2 separate regions of the Sus scrofa genome follow, and region 1 is linked to region 2. Evidence: chromatin contacts called from public promoter capture Hi-C data. All regions are on one chromosome and are shown on one strand. Each heading gives the region's core, a stretch centred on a gene start, on an enhancer-like site or on the middle of the called end of the contact. The rest is flanking DNA. Distances are from core to core; before and after follow the strand shown.

Region 1 (6,762 bases), core at 2,895-5,394, 170 kb after region 2:
CCTTGTTTTTTAAATTGACCAATCCTGTATTTCTCAAGTGTGTTCCCAAGATACCAGGATGTAAATTTCACCTAATGTTCCAAGGTTGTTAATTCTATTACTGACACTTCTTGACTATAATTTTTTAGTATCTTTTTTTTTTTTAAGGCTGTACCTGTGGCACATGGAGGTTTCCAGGCTAGGGGTCTAATCAGAGCTGCAGCTGCGACCTACACCACAGCTCACGGCAATGCCAGATCCTTAACCCACGGAGCGAGGCCAGGGATGGAACCCGCGTCCTCATGGAGACTAGCTGGGTTCGTTACCACTGCGCCACGACGGGAACGCCTCCGCCTTGACTGTAATTTTAAAGTCAACGACCCTGCTTTTGTTAACAGACAAAAGCTCATCTACCTTTTGCCAAGCTTCATCACTTAAGACCCCAAAGGTGAGAGTTTAATCTTCATGAAGGTTATAAAACTTACTGCAGGAAACCGGGTCTGCTGCTAACTGTGGCAGAGACATCAAGAAATCAAACTTTGTACCTTTATAAAAAGCACCTGACCAAGGACAAGACAGGAATAAGTCATTAAGCAGTTTAATTACGGGAGTTCCCTTTGTGACTCAGCAGTTAAGGAACCCGACTAGGATCCAGGAGGTTGTGAGACGGATCCCTGGCCTCGCTCAGTAGGTTAAGGATCCGGCGTTGCCGTGCGCTGTGGGGTAGGTCCCAGACGCGGCCTGGATCCCGCGTGGCTGTGGCTGTGGCTGTGGCTGTGGCTGTGGCTGTGGCTGTGGTGGAGGCTGGCAGCTGTAGCTCAGATTCGAGCCCTAGCCTGGGAACTTCCATATGCTGCAGGCGTGGCCCTCAAAAGCAAAAAGCAAAACAAGACCTAACAAAAAACCAGAAGTTAAATTCTATGTCAAGTTCTTGAATTTAAAACCAGCTGGGAAATTTGGGGGCTAATTACGAACGAGTTCAACCGCTGCCTGCCCAGCTCAGGTTCTCCCAATGAATCTAAGAACCTGCTGAGGAAAACCCCGCACACCGACGATTAAATCACCTGAGACTTATGACCCGACTTCCGAAGCTTTCCGTGCGCATTTCCCGGGGTGGGTGACCTCTCAGAAAACAGCTCAGAAAGGGTCATAAGTGGCTCTTTCCTGTCGTGCCGTAACCCCAGCATTTTCCGCTTCCTCCGTGCGCATCGGAGCTGACCCGGAGCCAGGCAGGCCCTTCCGCGCGTTTCGTGTCCGGCGTTCGGGAACCTTGGGGAGGGGGGTGCCGACCGTGAATCCCGCGTGGACGAACCCCAGCTGTCCGAGGGCCAGCTGTCTGTCAAGGAGCCCGAGTGGACGGGCCCCGCACACCCGCCTCTCTACCAGCAGCGGTTTAGACGGTGACAGCGGCCAGGCCTGCTCCGCACGGGTCGGACACGGACCGGCCCCCCTCAGGGCGCCTGTGGGGACGGGGGGGGGGGGGTGCATGAGGGGCCGATCTCCCCCCGTGGCTGACGCCGCTTTGCTCACAGCAAGCACCCGAGAGACGTGGAAAACGAACCCGACAGTGAACCGTCGAGGGGCGGAATGCAGTCAACACGCTCGCGTGCGCTCAGCGAGAAGCTCCCGTGTGCGCAGACATGCGCGTGTCCCTGCCCGCAGCCCTGGCACGCCGCCCGCGCTGCCGCCACCGCCCAGGACACAGATCCAAACCATCCAAACCGCAGCTGCCAGCGGGCTAAGGAAGGTGGTTCCTCGTGGGAGAAGCTTCAGAGGTTTCCCTTTTCGTCAAGGGCCCGAATGCAGAGCTCGGACGAGCGCATCGGAGGAGCCCTGCATCCCCCCGACCCCCGGCTGCCTATCACCTCCCGGGAGCCTGCGCCTCGCCCGGAGCCAGAGCCGGCCCCTTGGTAGCGGCCTCCGGTGGCGGCGTCCCCGCCGGGCCCTCAGGAGACCCGACTGGCCGAGTACGTCCGCCCCAAGCGGCGCCGGCCGCCCCACTGGCACCTCGCGCAGCCGCCGTCGGCACCGCCGAGTGCCAGCCCTCGGCCTCCGCCCCGTGGGGAAGCTCCTCTGTCAGCAGGTGGGGGAGGCCAGGGACCCCCTGCCGGGGCCCAGCGGACACGCGGACAGCAGGAAGCAAACTCGCCCCAGGGCCAGCGCCACCCCTTCGGCCCCTCCCCTGGGCTCCTCGCGCCCAAGAGCAACCCTGCAGCCTCCCTCGGGCTCAGCCGCCTCCAGCCTGGAGCGCCAAGGTCTTCCAGGAGCTGGGGGTCGGAAATGAATGCAGTTCCGCCACGTCCCCGCGGACCAGCAGGAGGAGGGCGCCTGGCTCTGGGGCAAGGGCTCAGGAGGACCTGGTCTGCACAGGTGACACAGAGGTGGCTGGCCTGCCGGGCCAGGCATCCGTCCCTCCACAGCCGAGCTGCTCCCGACAAGGCTGATGGTGGGGGCCTGTGCATTTTCACTGCCACCGGGGATGTGGTGGCTTGACTCTGGCACAGTTTACCCATCTGCTCTATTGGTGATGGGCATTTGGGGTGTCTGTGACCACGGCTGGTTCCTGCGAGCGGGGCCCCCCAGAGCGGCTGCGGGTGGTGGGCTCCAGCCGGGGCTTTGTCTGACTCCAGGTGGTTCTCGGTGGCCCTGGAGGTGAGACCTCCTCTCCCTTGTCAGTGGGACAAGCCTGAGTTCCCGCTGTGGCACAAGGGTTGAAGGCATCTCGGGAGTGCTGTGAGGCAGGTTCGATGCCTGGCCTGGCACAGGGGGTTAAGGATCTGGTATTGCCACAGCTGTGGCTTAGGTGTACCTTGCAACTGCGGCTTGGATATGATCCCTGGCCCAGGGAATTCCATGTGCTGCGAAACGGGCAAAAAAGAAGAAAAACATGAGTTCCCGTCGTGGCTCAGAGGTGAACAAACCCGAAGAGGATCCATGAGGATGTAGGTTTGATCCCTGGCCTCGCTCAGTGGGTTAAGGATCCAGCCTTGCCAGGGGCTGTGGTGTAGGTGGCAGATGTGGCTCGGATCTGGCATTGCTGTGGCTCTGGCGAAGGCCGGCAGCTTTGGCTGCCATCACACCCCGAGCCTGGGAACCTCCATATGCCGCAGGAGCGGCCCTAAAAATACAAAACAAAACAGAACAAAACAAGAGAGAGAGAAAAGGACAGTCCCCAGCGCCGTTCTGGGGACTCAGCAGCTGCCTTATGGGCCTGAACCGCTGTCCCGCCACCATCACAGGTGCTCTGTGGCCGTCACGCCCACGACAGCACTGACCACGGCTTTGTCTCAGTGAAGGGTTAACTCACTGGAATTCGCACCTACTTCAGCTGGACCCTGGGAGATGCCCAAAAGTGCACCCAAGTCTCCAGGGGGCACGAAAGTGTCGGGGTCTCCGAGAACCACGGGGCAGGTCCCGTGTCCCGGTTTTCATGTGAAGCAGGTGCGTCGGGCCAGCGCGGTCCCCGGAGCACCCTGCTGTGTGACCTGGGGCGAGTTCTGAGCCTCTCTGTGCCCCGTCCTCCTCTGGAGCACCAGGCACTGGGAAGTGCTGACGGCGGGAGCACCGTCGGCTCCCACCCACCCCGCACCCCTGACGCAGGGCCTGCTTACCCTGAAGGGAATCACGTGTGCAGCTCAGGTGCCAGCGCCCCGGGCCCGACCGCCCTCCCGCGGGGCTGGGCGGGGGGCGGCGGGGGGGAGGCGGGGGGGGGGCGCAGCGGGGGACCTGCGATGGGACCTTGCGCCCTGCGGGGACTGCTCACGCAGCTGTGCCTCCCGCGGGCCGCCTAGAAGCCCGCCCGGCGGGGCAGGAGGAGCGGGCCAGGCGCCTGGAAGCCCCGCCTCAGAACCGGGAGATGCGACGCCCCCCACCCCCAGGCTGCGCGCTTCCAGGTTCCAAGCAGGGTGAGGGCGACTCGGGAAGGCCCCGCCGCCGGGGCAGGCGCGCTCACGGGGCGCCCCCCAGTGGCTGCCGATGCTCTCGGTCTGCGCGGGAGCGGAGGCCGCTGAGGGGGAGCCCGGCTCCTAAAGCGGCCTTAGGCTGAAGCAGTGGGGCTCCCGCAGGCTCGCAGCCCGCAAGGGGGGGTTGGGGGACACAGAGCAGGGCCCAGAGGATGGGGGGACACAGAGCAGGGCGGGGAGGTTTGGGGGGGACACAGAGCAGGGCCCAGAGGATGGGGGGGACACAGAGCAGGGCGGGGAGGTTTGGGGGGGACAGAGCAGGGCCCAGAGGATGGGGGAAGGCGTAGGCAGGAGCAGAGGAGCCGGGACCCAGCAGCTCCCCGAGCTGCACCGGGGCCCACCCAGGTTCCCACAGCTCCTCGTTCACCAGCAGTCTCGGAAGCGCAGACCCGTGACCGGCACCCCTGGGACCCTCTGCTCCCGCGCCCAGGCCCCCGGCCCCCGGTGCTCCGCCGGCCGCCTCCCGGCCATCCTCCAAGCCCCTTCCGCTGGGCCGCCAGTCACGCCTGCCTTGCCGGCTCTTGGGCTAAACATCCTCTGACTTTCTCACCCGGGTGGTCTCGCGGCCAGTGACACCCCAACAGGAAAAAGGCCTGGGAGGGCCTGGCAGAGGGCTGCCACGTACCCAGCCCACAGGGAGCCTGAGCCCCCTACCCGGGGGGAGCAACCGCGTCCGCCAGGGCTCGGGAGCACGCCGTTCGCCAGTCCAGACGGGCGGCCAGGGTTCCCCGCGCGGCTCTGACTTTACTGAACCCCCCCGAAGCGTATTTTCAAAACAGGGGAGCTGGACGGAACACACAGAGACGACTCAAAGCTGCTGCTGAACACAAACAGGTGTCAACAGTGACACGTAAGCGACAAAAGTCAGGACAGGAAGTGACACAAACGCCTCCTCACCCCCTACCCACCCCCAGCAGCCGCCCGGGAGCCTCACAGAAGTGCAACCGCGCCGCGGAGCGCGTGCAAGGCTCCGGCGGTGTCCCGGCGTCGTCCCCTTTAGGCCCCGGGGGAACAGCCGCGGTGCACACTCGCCGCCATTCACACACCCCAAGTCGGCTCTCTGGCGGGTGTCCCAGCTCTTGCGCGGAGGGGGCCCCTGGGGAGGGCGGCGGCGGCACTGGGCCGTGCCCGAGGGCACAGCCCATGTGGGCTTAGCACAGAACAGAGTGTCCTGGGAAAGGCGGGTGTGGGGGAGGGGCCCCCGTTCCCCGCGACGGGCTGGCCCCGGCCACCTCCACATGGGGCTGCGGACACTCAGGGGAGCCAGGAAACGGGCAGGGGCCTGGGGCGTGACTGTCTCGATGACGCAGGACTGTGTGGGCCAGCTGGGCCCCGCTGTGTCCCCAGGCCCAAGGCGCCCTCCCTGCGTTCACATGCACAATCTAGGCGACGGGCAACGGCGGGGACGTCACGGGCCAAGAGGGAGGCCACCCACGCCATCCAGGGAGCCCTGTCTCCTGGCCCCAAGCCCAGCCCAGAGCAGGTGGGCTCGGGGCCCAGAGGAGAGCAGCGCTCGTGCCGAGAGCCGGGCTGTGACAGAGGCGGGACGCACGGGCTGGGTGCGGCTCAGCAAGTCCCCGCATCCTCTTTCGCCTGAAGCAGGGCGGGCACGGCGGGACAGGGACCCCGGCGGGACAGGGACCCCGTGTGCAGCAGAGGGATCCAAACGCGTCTCCCGGCAGGGCCGGTCTGGGGACGCCGCGGAGGCCAGGAGGCCAGAAGGCAAGCTCCTGCCACCGGCCCCAGCCCCCCTTCGCCCAGCAGGAACTCTCCTGGACGTCGGGGGCGGGGGGGCAGGACCGCCCCCAGCGCTGGGGTTTGGCCGACCCCGTCCTCCACGAATCCCACACCCTGGCCTGCGCAGGGGCCGTGGGGGACAAGGGAGCGTCCCCCCAGCACCAGCTCCCGCCCGTGGGGGGCTGGGCGCCCCGAGGGGACGTTCGAGGTGGCCTGGGCGGGAGGGGTTGGAGCGCTTGCCCTCATGCTGGGCGTGGGGCCCGGGTCCTATTTTAAGTGGCAGCGTCGCCTGCTTTCTGGGCGGGACCGTCCTGAGGACGGCGGCGTGGGGGTCTGCAGGAAACCGCGGGGCCGGGCGCCCTGTCCCGTCTGCGGCACGAACCGCCCCCCTTCCAGGCCTGGCGGGTCTCTGGGGTCACGTGACCAAACCACCGCCTGCCCAACTCGCGGCGTGTGGTGAAGGCTCAAGGGCACATCCCCGTTTTCCTTCCGCAGCCGCCTGTTCCCAGGGAGCTCGGACCAGCGAGGGGCCGTGAGCGGGCGCCGGAGCCCCTCCCTCCGCGCCAGACCCTCCGCCGGCCAGGTGAGCGGTCCCCCGGCCCCCTGCCCGCGCCCGCTTTCTGCCCGCTGGCATAAGGCCCATGCGAGCAGCTGGGAGAGGGGAGCTGTGCTATCTCTGGAAACCAGTCTGTGAACCCCCACACTGGTTCCACCGAAAGGTGAAATGCCGTTTATTTCTCGCGCCTGGGGCTGGAGTGACCGGGCAGACCGCTAGCCCTTCTCACAGCTCAGACGAGCAGACCTGTGGCTTCGTGTCCGGAGTTGGAGGCAGAGAGCCTGTCAGGATTCGCTGGTGTCGACTGGGCCCTGGAGGCCCCCTGAGGGCTGAGCACGACCGATCCCCCCCACCGCCGCCGCCACTCTGATGAGGGCAGGGGACGCTCCCGAGAGCAGAGGGAGCTGCCCAATGCCCGTGTCAGGCTCCCCTTGCCACAAAGACGCTCGGTGGAGACCAGCGCCCCACACCAGGGCCTGTCCATCGGCCCGCTCACAGAAGCCAGGCCTTTAGTGTCTCTGGGGACCG
Region 2 (7,081 bases), core at 3,027-5,526:
CTGTTTTCCACGTGTCGGGATGAGGGCGCCACTCCGCCGCTTCAGCTTGTGAACCTCAGGCTAGATGCTGAGACGTGGCGGAGCGGAGCTGTTCCAGAGCGCACGGGGCCCGAGCGCCTCTCAGGCCGTCCACCGACCGCACCGTGTGTGGTTACTGGTTACTGTTCTGCCGGGAGTCCGTGAGCAAGTCATTCACCCCTACTTTAGCCTTTTTAACGGAGTCCTTTTTTTGTTTCTGTTTGTTTTTTTCAGGGCTGCACCTCTGGCACATGGAGGTTCCCAGGCTAGGGGTCAAATCGGAGCTGTAGCCGCTGGCCTGCGCCAGAGCCACAGCCACCCAGGATCTGAGCCACGTTTGCGACCCACACCACAGCTCACGGCAACGCCGGATCCTTAGCCCTCTGAGTGATAACCAGCGATCGAACCTGTAACGTCATGGTTCCTGGTCGGATTCATTTCTGCTGCGCCACAATGGGAACGCCGCCCCCCCTTTTTTTAAGTCTCTGCCAACTGCAGAGGTCTTATTTTAATCTACACTTGTGTGTATTTCTACACGTTTCTTTTTTTGTAGATTCTAGTTTTGTTTCATTTATCTTTTGGGATCTTAGTTTCCTTGTGACTATTTAAGGGTTTTGGGGTTTTTTTGGGTCTTTTTAGGACCACGCCCGTGGCATATGGAAGTTCCCAGGCTAGAGGTCAAATTGGAGCTACAGCTGCCAGCCTGCACCACAGCCACAGTAACTCAGGATCTGAGCCGTGTCTGCTACCTACACCACAGCTCAGGGCGGTGCCGGATCTTTAACCCGCTGAGCAAGGCCAGAGATCGAACCCGCATCCTCATAACACTAGTCGGGTTCGTTAATGGCCGCGCCACAACGGGAACTCCCTGAGCTCTTTAATATAAAACACTGATGACGTGTCATCCTGTGACAGACATGCTTCCCTCTGTCTGAGTTTTCTATTGAGTTACCCTGGCTCACTACCTCTCATTTCTTTCGTGGCGTGTTTATACCCAGGAAGTCCTCTCCCGTCATGAGACCCAGTCAGGCAGTCACAGGTGCCTGGTACTGGTTACTTTCTTACGGTGAAACACACAGAACATGAAACTGAGCTCCCGACCACCTTTGAGGGCGCCGTTCAGGGGTCTGCAGCGCCTTCCGTTGCTGACCACCACCCCCACCGCCCTCGTCCAGAGCGCTGTCTTCCCAGACGCAGACCCTGCCCCCGCTGCCCCAGCCCGGCGCCCTCCCTTTCCGCCTGTGCACATTGACCTCTGGGCACCGCCTTCTGCTGAGCTGGTCTCACCCCCTGGCCCGTCAGGTGCACTGAGCGGGGTCCACTCAGCGGGATGGTCCCTGCCCTGCCTGCCAGCCTGCTCGGCCCATTCTCCTGGCTCCCTCCCGGCCTTCGTGCTCAGTGTGGAGCCCCTAACGAGATGCCCAGAGGCCTCCCCGTCTTTGGCGGGAGAGTGACTTCCCCACCTCGTGCTGTCCTTTTCCTTGATGCGCTGACTCTGGTTTTGTTCTAGGGATTAGAGGACGAGTACCAGGAAGAAGGGCAGCTCCTGGGACGGTTCACCTACGACCAGGAAGGGGAGTCGCTCCAGATGTTCCACGTCCTGGTAAGGACCCTCGTGCTGGGCATGGACGGCGGGCGGGCCCCCCGGGCCCCTTTCTGCCGCTCGAGTCTGCAGGACCAGCGGACACGCGCAAACTGCCCAGAGGGCGTGACGGCCAACCTCTGAGAAAGCAAGGCAGGACCATCGAGGGTTTTTTGGCTCCTGAGTGAGCTTTTTTCGTCTATCTCTTGCTCTGCATAAATGTGCCATTTGTAACGTGTTCTCAGTTTTACCTGAGCTTTGGGTCCTGTGATAGGTGATGCAGCTCATATTAAAAACTGAATCTCCACCTTGGCTACTTGCTCTGAAATAGCATAGCTGGGGAAGTATTAGGTCTGGAGTCTTAATGTGAAATAAATCTGACTCCCCCCCCCAATTTCAGAAAAGACCTGAAAGCGCTTTCCAGATAGTGGAGCTGCGGATTTTTTCTAACTGGGGCCATCCCGAATACACGTGTCTGTACCGGTTCAGAGTTCACGGAGAACCCATCAAGTAAAGCCAGTCTCCTCTCTGTTGCTGTACATTCTGTATATACTGGTCGGCCTGCAACCCGGACTCCCTCTGAGCGCGGGCACACGGACAGCGGGATAGCGTCACCCCTTCAGGCGGTGCGCCGACGGCCAGCAGGACGTGGCAGCGGAAGCCATGGATGCTGACAGCCACTGGCTCCTCTGTCCACGGGGACCGCTGCCCCTTGAGGCCCGCAAGCCACAGGCAGTCTCTGTGGAACCTCATCTGAATGTATGGCTCACAAAGACACTTACTTTCCTGGGGTCGGGGGGAGGGTTGTTTTTGAACGTAAAGCTCTTTATATTTGTATTTGCTTGACATCAGGAACAAAGCGAGAGAAGGTGCAAGGTTGGGGGTGTGTCCGAAGCCTTGACGGCCTTCACGGGCCCTTTTAAAGGACCTCTGGGGGCAGACGGATGTTGAGCGCAGCACATGCTTCTCTTGGGGAAGAACCGGTCGCCAGACTTCCGAGGGCCCTTCCTCCGGGCGGGAGTTTCCTCCGTTCGGCCCCCGTGGTTCGTTCGTGTCCCCAGGTGGGGCAGTAACTAAAAGGTGGTGGTGGTAGTCGGCTCCCACGTCTGGGAAGGGTTTCCGTCAGGCCTCGGTTCAGGCACACTGGACGGTTTGCCTCTTGCAGGTCGAAGTGGGTCTGATTGGAAAAGGGATGGTCTGGATCCAAGCAAACATGTAAATAGAGTTCTCAGGTCTCCACTGGGCTCATCCCGCCGGATTTCCCTGCAGTTGTCACGTCACACTAGGAGCAGGAACCAAGAAATCCAAGCTTTTGGGTGTCTTCAGGTTGTGTTTTGAATTCTGCTGAGAAGCGAACACTAACATGCTCTAGGTTTTTCCAAGGCTGTTTTTAGTCCACTGACGGTTATTGAAGGAGGTGGCCCAGGTGGCAAATTCATGACACCAGTACGCTGAGGCTCCTGCAGCAGCACTTTGTCCCGGCTCCGGTTGGGATTTGCCTTTTATTGCAACTACTGGCCATTCTCTCTCAATTCCTCTGAGGCTTGTTCTGGTTATAGTTACTATTTAATATTGAGACTATTTTACTGAGCAGACTTTATAAATGAGGTATCTGCAAGGCACTTAAAAGTGTTACAGATGTTTTACCTTAAAGTTATTTAAGTTTTATTGGGTTAAGACAGTTTTTGGGGTACTGTAAATGTTATTTTCAGGAAAAGATAGAATGATGGTGCTGACTGGTTTTCTGAAGAGTTTTATGTATATTGCACAACAGTCCTCAAATAAACAAATCTACATAAAGTAGCATTTTTTTCACTCTAGTTAGAATTCGAACGAACTAATGCCTATGCAGTTAAGTTGGATAAAATGTATACAGATGTTTCATATATTACAGGATAAATATATAAATCAAAATTTCCTATATAAAGCTAAAACTGGGAGTTGGGGTGGAAATATTTTGAATATTTATTTTTAAAGACGCAAGATAGGACTTTGTGCAGTGTATTTTTGTAAATGCTTTTCAAGATATTTGTCTCTGGTAGTGCTTCTTTTGCTGCCACCAAATTATAAGATGCTATTGAAATGTTTAAATAAAGAGTTTTACTTTTTAAAAGTGCATGACATTTCAAATGAGTCATAACCAGTGTATTTCTTTTCTCACCTCCTATGTCTCTGCCCCTGGTGGGGGGCGGAACACGCAGGGTTTCGGGCCCCGCTCAGGACCCCTTCGGGCAGGAGCCTGGGTCACCCCGCAAACTCTGGAACTCCAGGCCCGGGAGCACCCGCTCACCCCCAGCCCGTGTCTTGCCGGCGGCTCGCTCGGGGGCGTGTCTCCGCGTTTTCCCATCGCCCCACGTAGGGACGGCGGCGTGTTCGGGTGTCCGCCGCTGGGGCGGGGGCTCATCGCTGGTCCCGAGCACCCGGCGAATCCGCTGAGGGCTGAAGCGCGGTTTTTATTGGAAAGTGTCAACAGTTCAAGTACCGCGAAAAACGGCCCCAGGTGCAGCAGAGATACCCTCCCGCGCACTGGCGGGGACAGAGGACGCGCCCCCGGCGCCCCCGCAGCAGCGCCCGCCATTGTGGCGCCAGCCCCGCCCGGCTCGGCCACGTGGCCGCGCTCGGCCCCGCCCCGCAGTCACGTGGCCGTCGGCGCCCCGCCCCCGGCATCTCCCGGCTCCTCGCCGGCCACCGTAGAGCGCTTAGGGCGGCCGCCGGGACGGAAGCCGAGAGGCGCTGCCGACCGCGCCTGCGACAGCGTCAGCCCTGCGCGGAGCGCCGGCGCGATGGCGGCGGCGGCGGCGGCTGCGATGGCCGAGCAGGAGAGCGCCCGGAACGGCGCCCGCAACCGCGGCGGCGTCCAGCGCGTGGAGGGCAAGTTGCGCGCCAGCGTCGAGAAAGGCGACTATTACGAGGCGCACCAGATGTACCGGACCCTCTTCTTCAGGTAGCCGCCGTGCCGGGGCCGCCGCCTTCCAGGGCTTTCCCCCCGACCGCCGAGCCCGGCGCCCCGCCCCCGGACGCCTGCCATTGGCCGCGTCGCGCCGCCCCGCGGCCCCATTGGCCCGCGCCGCTGCCCGTCACCGAGGCGGTGGGAGCTGGCGGCCGTGCGGCGGCGGGGGTAGGACTGCGGCCCGGCAGGGAGACCCCGGCCCTGGACGCCTGACCCCAGACTAGACACAGACCTAAAGCCCTAGTCGAGACCGTGGACCCCTGGCCGAGACCCCAGACCCGGTCCGGACTCCACACCCCGGCCCAAACCCCGAACGAAGGCTCCGGATCCCGACCCAGACCCGGGACCCAGTCCAGAGTACGGACGCAGACCCGAACCCCGACCAAAACTCCTGGCCGAGGCCCCGGACCCGGTCCAGACCCGAATCCCGCACGTACACTCCGGACCCCGGCTCGAACCCAGACTCCAGCCCCGGCCCAAACCGGCTTCCGCCTCCCCCGCCCCGGCCCGAGGGCCATTGGACTGGAAGCCCCGCTCGCAGCCTCGCGGCTTTCCTCCCTCTGGGCATCCGGCCGCGAGGCTGTGAACCTGTTTCCCATGTTTTGTCGGCCTTGCTCACCCGCCTGTTAGGTTTTGTCACTAGACCAGCTGTTTCTGTAAACTCGGTATTTTTGTTGTACCTGCGCTGCCCGCTGGCCACGTGGGGCTGTCGCGCATCTGAAATGTGCTGAGTACCGAACGCGATGGGCTGCGCGTGTGAAAACAGGGCCTCAAGACGCGCAGAGAAGCTTGTCGGCAGAGTCGAGTGACCTTCAGCTGTGGGTGATCCTTGAGGTGACACTGGGATGCGCTGTGTTACATACACCGTCTGCCTTTAGTGCGGCCTTAGGAATTTGGCAAGTGCTGCCTTGGCTCCCTTTCCTTTTGGACGGCAGTGTGTCACGCTCTTGCCGTCACACCGCCACTGCTGTGATTTTTAGCTCTGCTTGCTTACCTTTGTGAGCCATTCCTGTATATCACGGCTACTCTGTCATCCTTCAGGTTTCTTGCCAGAAAATAGCTGGGCCGTTCTTTACAATTTAAAGATAATTTTAGAGGATTTCATCTGTTGCATTTGACTGCTTTTTCTTTACAAGCTGCCAGAAAACAGCAAATGCTTTAAGGGCAGGCGGGTCTCGCTTACACGGCTTAGCCCTAGATCTAAATTTTTTCTTTAAATAGCAGGTTGAATCACTATCTTGGGAAGCCTAGTGGTACTTTCTGCTTTGCTGTAGTTTGGTTAGACGTGGCACCTCATGCCTGAGACCATGTTTGGGCTCCGTGGCCCAGAGGACGGGGTAGGAGTGAGCTGATGGTTCTTCAAGCGGATGAGCCCGAAAGTCTGTTCCGCGAGGCTTCCGCCTGGCAGCTTAGCCACTCCCGTTTTGTGGTGGGGAGGTTTGGTAGCCTTCTCGACTTGCCCTGGTGCTTGCTGTTCCTGGGGATTTGTATGTGAACATTTGACCCGGTGATTAATCAGCAAAACTGGATCGTCCCACAATGGACATGGCGTTCCTTGCTTTGAGCCAGTTCTGCAGTCACTGCTGGAGCAGGAACGCAGTCGCTGATTCGCCTCAAAGAGGTGTGTCTGGGTGCCCAGGGTGTAGTTCGTGGTCACGTGGGGACAGATGCAGGCTGTCCAGCAGTCTGGCCTTGGCCGGGGTCCGCGTGATCCAGGCTGCCTTGGCTTCCTCGTGGGTTGTTTTTGGGCTCCTCTCTCTCCAGGATTCCTGAGGAGTAAAGGTCTGCCTTGGGCCCCTCTGGGGCGTGTGGTGGCCAGTCCCGGTGGCCGTCCAGTGGGCCTGGCCGCAGAGGCCTGGGGTCGTCCGTGTCTCTGCAGGGAACCGTTCTTGTGCGGGCGCACCGGTGCAGCCCTGGTTTAGTGCCCTGCGTGGCGCATAGCTGCCTGAGTCAGCTCAACCACGTTGTGCTAACTTTTTTTTATGTCTTCCTACAAATCGTTGTCTTTAAGTGTTTACGTAAAATGTACAATTTGATGAGCTTTGTCATAGGTAGACACCCAAGAAATGATTACCAAGGTGTCGAAAACATGCATCACCCCCAAAAGCTTCCTCCTCCACCTCCATGATGGATTTTTCACCCCTCGCCCCCCAGTACCCCTTGGTCTCTGTCGCGACGGAGGGTTGTGTTTTCTGGAGTTTTGTGTCAGTGCGATCATGGACCGTGAACTCTTTTTACCTGGTTTTGAATCCCTCAGCACAGCACGTCGAGAGTCACCCTGTGCGTGTCACTCATCTTCATCGCTGAGGGCCGGCCGGCGTGTGGGGACCGCCTTTCTCCATTCGCCTTTCGGATTCATCCCCTGTGTTGCTGGTCACTGACGCTGTGTCCCACAGCCCGGTTGGACTATGTGGGTGCTTGTGCCCCAGAAGTGGGCCGTGCTCACTGGTCAGCTGGAGGCCTCGCTCGGTCTCTTCGAAGCTGTGGGCGGCCCGGGCCCTCGCCGTCTCCCCGGTCCTCTGTGCCAGGAA

The links. Promoter capture Hi-C pulls out the DNA fragments that hold promoters and counts their contacts.
Region 1: a contact with region 2 is called in a promoter capture Hi-C map of fetal liver, with 3 times the contacts expected there. The contact joins the promoter of LOC102162791 here to the promoter of GET4 in region 2.

Annotation. Positions count from the first base shown.
Region 1 is chr3:695,594-702,355 of Sscrofa11.1, forward strand. It overlaps LOC102162791, which reads left to right and starts at 4,145. Exons shown (of 4, transcript XM_013987681.2): 1 at 4,145-5,424; 2 at 5,544-5,663; 3 at 6,174-6,261. The coding sequence starts at 5,180. All of the region lies in intron 2 of C3H7orf50, which reads right to left. It overlaps GPR146 (probable G-protein coupled receptor 146), which reads left to right. Exons shown (of 2, transcript XM_021085947.1): 2 at 1-117.
Region 2 is chr3:529,249-536,329 of Sscrofa11.1, forward strand. It overlaps GET4 (Golgi to ER traffic protein 4 homolog), which reads left to right and starts at 4,277. Exons shown (of 9, transcript XM_021085940.1): 1 at 4,277-4,544. The coding sequence starts at 4,384. It overlaps SUN1 (SUN domain-containing protein 1), which reads left to right. Exons shown (of 24, transcript XM_021085939.1): 23 at 1,529-1,621; 24 at 2,001-3,726. The coding sequence ends at 2,114. LOC110259828 (a long non-coding RNA gene) reads right to left here and starts at 5,373. Exons shown (of 2, transcript XR_002342186.1): 1 at 5,231-5,373.